2 separate regions of the Mus musculus genome follow, and region 1 is linked to region 2. The links are chromatin contacts, called in public Hi-C maps. All regions are on one chromosome and are shown on one strand. The core of a region is the stretch at or near the end of the contact, and the rest is flanking DNA. Distances in the headings are between cores, read along the strand shown.

Evidence for each region. Hi-C and Micro-C count contacts between places; a contact is called where the count stands out from the background.
Region 1: a contact with region 2 is called in a Hi-C map of B cells, with 6 read pairs. The contact joins the promoter of Wnk1 here to the promoter of Arpc4 in region 2.

The regions. Positions count from the first base shown.
Region 1 is chr6:120,037,190-120,040,975 of GRCm38.p6, reverse strand. Wnk1 (WNK lysine deficient protein kinase 1) reads left to right here and starts at 2,321. Exons shown (of 28, transcript NM_001199084.1): 1 at 2,321-3,786. The coding sequence starts at 3,344.
Region 2 is chr6:113,376,681-113,380,151 of GRCm38.p6, reverse strand. Arpc4 (actin related protein 2/3 complex, subunit 4) reads right to left here and starts at 2,039. Exons shown (of 6, transcript NM_026552.3): 1 at 1,944-2,039. The coding sequence starts at 1,946. It overlaps Tada3 (transcriptional adaptor 3), which reads left to right and starts at 2,314. Exons shown (of 10, transcript NM_001372392.1): 1 at 2,314-2,836; 2 at 3,207-3,260. The coding sequence starts at 3,255.

The DNA.
Region 1 (3,786 bases), core at 1,072-3,571, 6.7 Mb before region 2:
GTATGATCTGGAATTATAGTCAAGAATAACAGGGAACTTAGTACGGATTTAATCATTATAAAGAGAGATGAACATGTGAGCGTAGTAAATCTCCATACTATAGTTCAACCTTTAAGTCTAACCGTCCCACACAGCGACGATACTCACCATTGTATCTGTTTTCCTAGTAAAGCTAAGTAGGAAAAGTTGTCATGTGGATAAGTGTGGTTTTTAAAGTCAATGATTAGTAGGTTATTTATAATGACTAGGTATTCTTGCTTGAAATGATGTGTTGACAGGTCATGGCTATATTATATATATTAAGGAAGTTGTGCCCATTGTCATGTGACCAAAGTTGCAGGGTTTAGTAAATAAGAATAAGCAACAACGATAAAATTGTTTCAGAACCACCTGGACAGAAATATCCTAATTTCTTTTTATAGAAACAAACATACAATAAATAAAAAAAAAACTGTGATTTACTGGTCTTTTAAAAACCCACCACTGTATAATTAAGTTTCTTTGTGTTATAAACAAAGTTTTCTCTGGTAAAGCAACTTTGAGAAAATTATAATCAACAGTCTTAAGAAGTACAAGAAAAATGCACTTCATAGTTACTTCTTCATTTGCTGACATTAGATTTATCACTGGAGATAAACCACTAATTAAATGTACTAAAACAGACTTACCATTAATAAAGTGAACTAATGATTTTCTAAAACAGTAGAGCACTAATATTTCAGTATTCTTCCTGCCCCTTCTGCACTTGTATTTCAAACTGTTCACAACCTGCCTTCTTTATTAAATCTAACAGCCATAGGGTTCAAACAAACACTAAAACTTACATGGTAGATTTCGGCAAGAAAAAAAAAAAGGAAACGTGCTGACTTCTTTTTAAACGTTTCTGATAAGTTAATATTAATTGTATAGCAAGACTTCTCTATGCGAAGTTTATCTAGATACACTGAGTCAAGGAATCTTCCGTTTAGCCGCTTCCAAATCACTCAGAGATCCTCTCATATAGTCTTGGACAAGGAAAACGCGCTTCAGAGCTCGCTCCAGTCCTGGGCTGCGACTGCAGCGTATTCACGCTCGGGTGCGGTTGCGTACGTTTAAGCGCTTCCCGCTCTCACCGGTTGGGTTAAGACTTGTAACTGCCATCTGGCTCATAAATTTGGTTTCCTACTCTGTCTGGTGCCCCCTGGTGCTCATCACAACTATAATCTTACGTAGTAGCAAAGGTGGTCCAGGAAGCACTAAAGATATTTTGAAGAGAAGAATTCCATTACTGTAAACTGCACGGATCTAGGTTTCCGGAGATCCGCGCCTTGGTATAAATTACATATGTGTACATATGCAAGTGTAGTACAGAAAGGGGATGTTTTACTGAGCCACCGAGGCAGGGTATAAGAAAACAAAAGGAAAATAATTTTTACTCAAATATAGAGGCAAAAGTCAACTATGTCCTCTCAAGTTTGTAATCAAAGATTAAAGATGTAGAATATCTTCGAACTCGACCTCCTCCCATGCTTGTCACCCGCCTCTCCCCGCCCCCTACACCTCCCGTTCCCGTTAAGTTTCCGGCAAAGCAAAGAGGTTCGCTCTGATCCTGGGTTTTATTTAGTAGGCAGCCCATCTTTGCAGCCAAAGTACTTGTTTGGAAACTGGAGATGAGCATGCGGCTTTAGTTGTTGTGAAGAAGAGAAGGATGGAATATATTTTGTTTACCCTCACCCATCTAATCAACAGTGATGGTATGTGCACTCTTCACAAAGTTTTCTGGGAGTCTTCGAATTCAGGCTCAGGTTATTCAGCTTTACCTCCTTCTCCACTCCCACACCCCTAGTCACAACACTAAGGAGGCTCTCCATTAAAGACGAACAACATCATTTTTCATTGCATGGCAGCTCTACGAGCTATCTAAGCAGAACATGACGGAAGTCTCTCATTCTCTCCTTTCTTTTCTTCTCCTTTCTTCTCTTCTTTTGCAATTGATTCCTAAATAATGATTTTGATAGCGAGCACTGAGTTTGGAACGGAATTGAGCGACCCACGATGACGCTCCCATCAGGCTTTCAGATGGGGCGGTTTTCAAAAAAAGGAACTACAATTCCCAGGAGGCACCAGGCTAGAGCAATCGCAGGGCATCACGGAAGTAGTAGGCGCGTTCCTCCCGGGTTCCTTTCACGGTTTTCACCGCGAAACTACAAATCCCATCGTGCCTCGAGCTCGGCACGCCTGCGCGAGAGCCCCCCGAGCGCGATGTGGGCGGGGCCGCCCCGGGCGGCGGGGGGCGGGGTCCAAGCGGGCTGTGTGGAGGCTTCAGACATCGGCGCCATTTAAAGCGGAGAGTTTTCCCGGGCGGACGCGCTCCTTCTGCTCGGCTATTCCGTACTCCCTTCTTCGCTGACAGAAGGCGCCTAGTGGGGTGACTGCTCTTTTTCTCTCCCTCTCCCCCTCCTCCCAGTTCTTTCGGTCTCCTCTCCTCCTGGCCAGAGAAGTAGCGGAGCCCGGGCCCCGCGGTGAGCGGCCCTCCCCTCCCCACAGTTCCCTCCCTCCTCTGCCCCCGGCGCCGGCCAGAGAGGGGAAGAGGTTCGCCAGGCCCGGGGCGGGCGGGGAGGCCTCGGGGACGGGGGGGGCCGCTCCTCAGGCTTCGAGGCTTCGAGGCTTCGGCCCTCAGCATCTAGTGATGGGCGCCCTCTGAGACTGGTCCCCTCTCCGGGGCGCGTGCTGCCTGAGGCGGCGGCCGAGCGAGCGAGCGAGCGAGCGAGCGACCGGGAACCCGGGCCGCGGCCCTCCTTCCCCTGCGCGGCCCCTCCCACTCCTGTGCCCCGGGCTGCCACCGCCCGGCGTCGGGGCTCGTCCCTCGCGCGCTGTGCCTCCGCCCTCAGGGCCTATCCCGCCGTGCTCGGCGGGCGGGCGGCGACGGCGGCAGCGGCAGCGGAGGGAGCTTAGCCGTCTTCACTTGGGTCGCATCCTCTCGCCCAGGAGCCAATTCCGCGCCCTGCTCCTCATGACTGCGGCGCTTCTGCTGCCCCAGCCCTACCGGCCTCCGCTCGCTGCAGGATGGATGCGGACTGTGCGGCGCTAACCCCCGTGGCTCCGCTCCCTCCTAGCCCGCCGACGAGCCCGCCCCGTGAGCCGCAGCAGCTTCGGTGCCAGCAGCAGCAGCCGCCGCAGCAGCCGGACTCAGTGTCCCGCGTCGCCCTCGGGGCGCCTTGTCAGTGCTGAGTGGGAGTCGTCCGGTGGTTCGGAGCCCGCCGTAGGAGCGCTGCCCAGCACTTCTTGGTGGCTTCTCCGGGTCACCCTTTTCCCTTTTCATTCATAAATCCGAGCCCGCATTCTTCACTCCATCGGACCGACCATGTCTGACGGTGCCGCCGAGAAGCAAAGCGGCACTCCGGGCTTCCTTACGCCTCCGGCGCCCGTCCCCAAGAATGGCTCAAGCTCCGATTCTTCCGTGGGCGAGAAACTGGGGGCTACGGTCGCCGACTCGGGAGTTGGCAGGACGGAGGAATATCGGCGCCGCCGGCACACTATGGACAAGGACAGTCGTGGGGCGGCCGCCACCACCACCCCCACGGAGCACCGATTCTTCCGCCGAAGCGTCATCTGCGACTCCAATGCCACCGCGTTGGAGCTGCCGGGCCTCCCTCTCTCTATCCCGCAACCTAGTGTACCTGCAGTGGTGCCCCAGAGTGCTCCACCCGAACCTCACAGAGAGGAAACTTTGACCGCCACCGTTGCTTCCCAGGTGTCTCAGCAACCCTCGGCTGCTGCCTCCCCTGGGGAACAAGCCGTTGTAGG
Region 2 (3,471 bases), core at 790-3,289:
ATCAGGACGGTTCTACAATGAGAAAAAGTAAAAGCTGTCCATTCTCAGTGGACAAGGTCAGCTACAATGACCAGCTACATTATCTCGGGCAAGGCTTCTCTCCCCCCAGGGCTTATCACATGCTGGAGCATCCATCACCTGCAGCCCTTCCTCCCCGCAGCTTAGCTCAGCCTCTCAGAGCTCAGCTCAGTGGAGAAGGCCCCTTCCTTCCTCAAAGTGGCCTTTTTGACTTCCCCCTCAATGCATTTCTTACAGTTTATGGTATGTTCACTTTACATAAAATTCACAACAGAACGTTAGGAATAAATTTTTCCTTCACCAGTTTGTAATTCTCGTGGTCTACAGACATCAACTTCTATTCAGTTGTCAGGTTGTATCTAGCCCAGCACCTCCTATACATCAGGTCAAACCAATTTTCTGGAGAGTAAATGAACAAATGAACTAACTTAAGCAGGGCTAGATTTACACAAGAGCATTAAGACTTTCCAAACTGGTAACGAGTGCAAGGTTTCTGTATGTGAAAACTGCTTTAAATTGCACAGATCAGGCTGCAATGGCAGGCTGGGATAAAACCCTAGACAGTCTAGAATGCTTTCCACTGAGTTTTTCTCTCAATGTAGCAGGAAGCATTGGGACTTTCTGAGAAGGAAGTTACAGGGCTACCGCTGCACAGAGGCTCTCTGGAGGACGGGATGGAGAAGGAAGTGAGACTTGTGGCAGAGAAGAGGCACAGGCTGCGTGGGGCAGCGGAGACAAGCACAGGATCACGGACAGACAAACATCAGACAGAGGGGATAAAGGCTAAAAAACAGCTGTCATGTAGTTCAGCAGTGGGTTCTAGCTCCATACCACAGCATTCTCTTATGTCAACCAAGAAGAGGCAAAACCGGAAAGGCAAAATTAGTTGTGTGCGGTGACAAGTACCGTTGGGAAAGTGATAGAATATTCTTTTCTCTACCTCGATTGTGGCTACCTGATTATTTTGTCAAGGTTCATTGAAAGAAAACTAAATTTTAGATGACCAGCCCTGTGATAGTTACCCTTTAGTGGCTTGAAGAAATTGTACAATAAACTTGAATGCTTAAAAACGCAAAGTCAAAACTCAGTCAGCAGGAAATGGCTTTCACGCTAAGGAATGAAACCAGTTAGGACTAACACTGGAGCAAGCTTTAAAAAGTGACTTTTGAAAAAGAGGGTCTAATTTCAAAGTCTCTTCCCTGAGAGCATTCCCGGGCGTGCAACAAGCAGTCCAGCCTTTAGAACTCAGGTCGTCAAGGGCTGACCAGAGAAAGTAGTGGGAAGCCTGGGACCTTTCGGAGAACAACTGCACGGAGCACCCACAGATCCCAAACCCGAGCATGAAAGAGGAGGACCAGCGGCCATCAACATTTACACACGTTAAGGTCAACACGGTTCTGCACATCTAGGAAGGAGTCTGAATGCAGGCAAGCAACACAGAACCTTCATTGGGAGCTGGAAGGCAAGGCTTCCAGGAAGCGCCAAGAAGTAAGAAGATGAAGTGGACACTTGCCTCGAGGTCCCGTGAGACCGCGAAGGCAGGCAGGGACAGGGGGTTGTACTTAGCCAACCTCTACCGTGGACGGAGAGGAGGCCCCGCAGAGCGGTCCTACCTCAGCTGCAAGCCACCACCACGGGCTTCGCAGCCCGGTCTCCTGCCCCCTCCGAACATCGGGGAGAGGTCATTCTAGCCCGGGATTCCCAACCTGGAAGCTTCCGGGCCTGCTCTTGCTCAGAGAGCCTCCTGGCTCGCCCCTTCCTCCTCGCCTCGGCCCTCGCCCCACCCTTTGCCTCTCCATCCTCCCCGTGCCTCCTCATCCCGGGGCAACCTCGGGCCGCAAGCCCTAGCGGCAAGCAGCATCTCCCCCAGACCCACAGCCTCTACAGGCAAAACACAGGGAGGACCCCAACCCCTGGTCTCTCACCATCGCGGGCGCTGTCTGGGCCGGAAAGCGGAAGTGCGGAAGTGCCCGGACCCGCGACGCCTGCCCTTTCGAGAGAGGCGCAGCCGCAGTCTCCGACAGCACTTCCGGGCTGGACCATCTCGGGTAGGACCGGGGAGGGAGAGCCGAGAGATATTCAGATCTCCGGGGCGATTTCACACTGGGACCTCTGGGACTTGTAGAAGACCTGCTATGAGACAGTAGCGGTCGAGTCCCCTTGGATCGCTACACATATTCCGCCAGCGCCTTTAGTGCTTGTCGCTTTGGTTGTAGCCTCCCCCCGTGTGACAATAGTACAGCCCGACCTCAGGTTGGGCACCAAATTAGGACAGGCCGAACCGGAGAAACGTTTCTTCCGGTGGTGCTCCCCTATCCTCTCCGGGCTCCTCCCATTTGCAACCGTAGGGTTCGGCCGGGTAGCCAGTCCCTTGAGATTTGGGCTCTGGGCCCCACCCCAGCCCCGGGCTGCTTCCTAGCCCGGGACTCCTCAGGCCTAGCATTCCACCTCCCGGAGATTCGTAGGTGGCCTTAGACCCCCACCCCCACCCCGGCCCTACAGGCCACCTTGGGCTGGCCGTCCCCGCCCTCGCGTCAACTGCAGGGGGCCCGCCCATAGCCAGTTCCGGAGCAGTTGCTCCGATCGCCCTGAACTCCCCGCCCCCTCCTGCGGCCCAGGGCCTGTAGGAGGCCGCAGAGAGGAGGTAGGAGAGGCGGGGGTTGTGTTAGGGGCTCCCTAGAGGACGAGGACCCTGGAGGCGGGATCTTGGGGCGACACACAGGTGGAGCCAGCCATTAAGCAGTCCCACTTCTGTGCCAGGCACTGAACTGGGCACTTGACGAGCATCACCTCTTAATCCTCAGAACATTCCAGGGAGGTAGGTAATTCTCGATGCCCCCATTTTACAGATTTATACTTCTTAATGGGGAAATAGACTGAGGCATCATCTTTTGTCCTGGAAAAAAGAAAAACAAACAAACAAACAAACAAAAACCGGAGATTCAGGTTAAATAACATGTTTAGAAACGCACATAAGAAAATGGGCTGGAACTTAGTTCTGTTCACCTGACCAGCCTGTGTTCCAAACTAGCCAGGGACACAGAGAAGGTGCAGAGGTGGAATGGAGTGAGACAAGAGGAGGCAGGGAGAACCCTGTCAAATAGAATGCTAGAAACGACCCAACGTAGGGAAACAGAGGACATAGGAAGACAGGGCACACTAGTATCTCCTCTTCCTTAATGCTGCAGATTCCAGACTTCTGCGGTTCAAATTGCAACTAGGAGGCCGGCCTAATCATGCAGGTTTGTACACCTAGTGACTTGGGAGGCTAAAGCAGGTGGATCATAAGTTCAAGGCCTGGAATTCATGAAAGGGGGGGGGGGCTGGATGTAACTGTAACATAATTAAGTTTGGAGAATTTGTGCCTAGAATGAACAAGCGCTTGTATAAATCAGGTGTGGTACATGCCTAAAATTCCATCTCTTGGGAGGTGGAGACAAAACCTTGGCTACA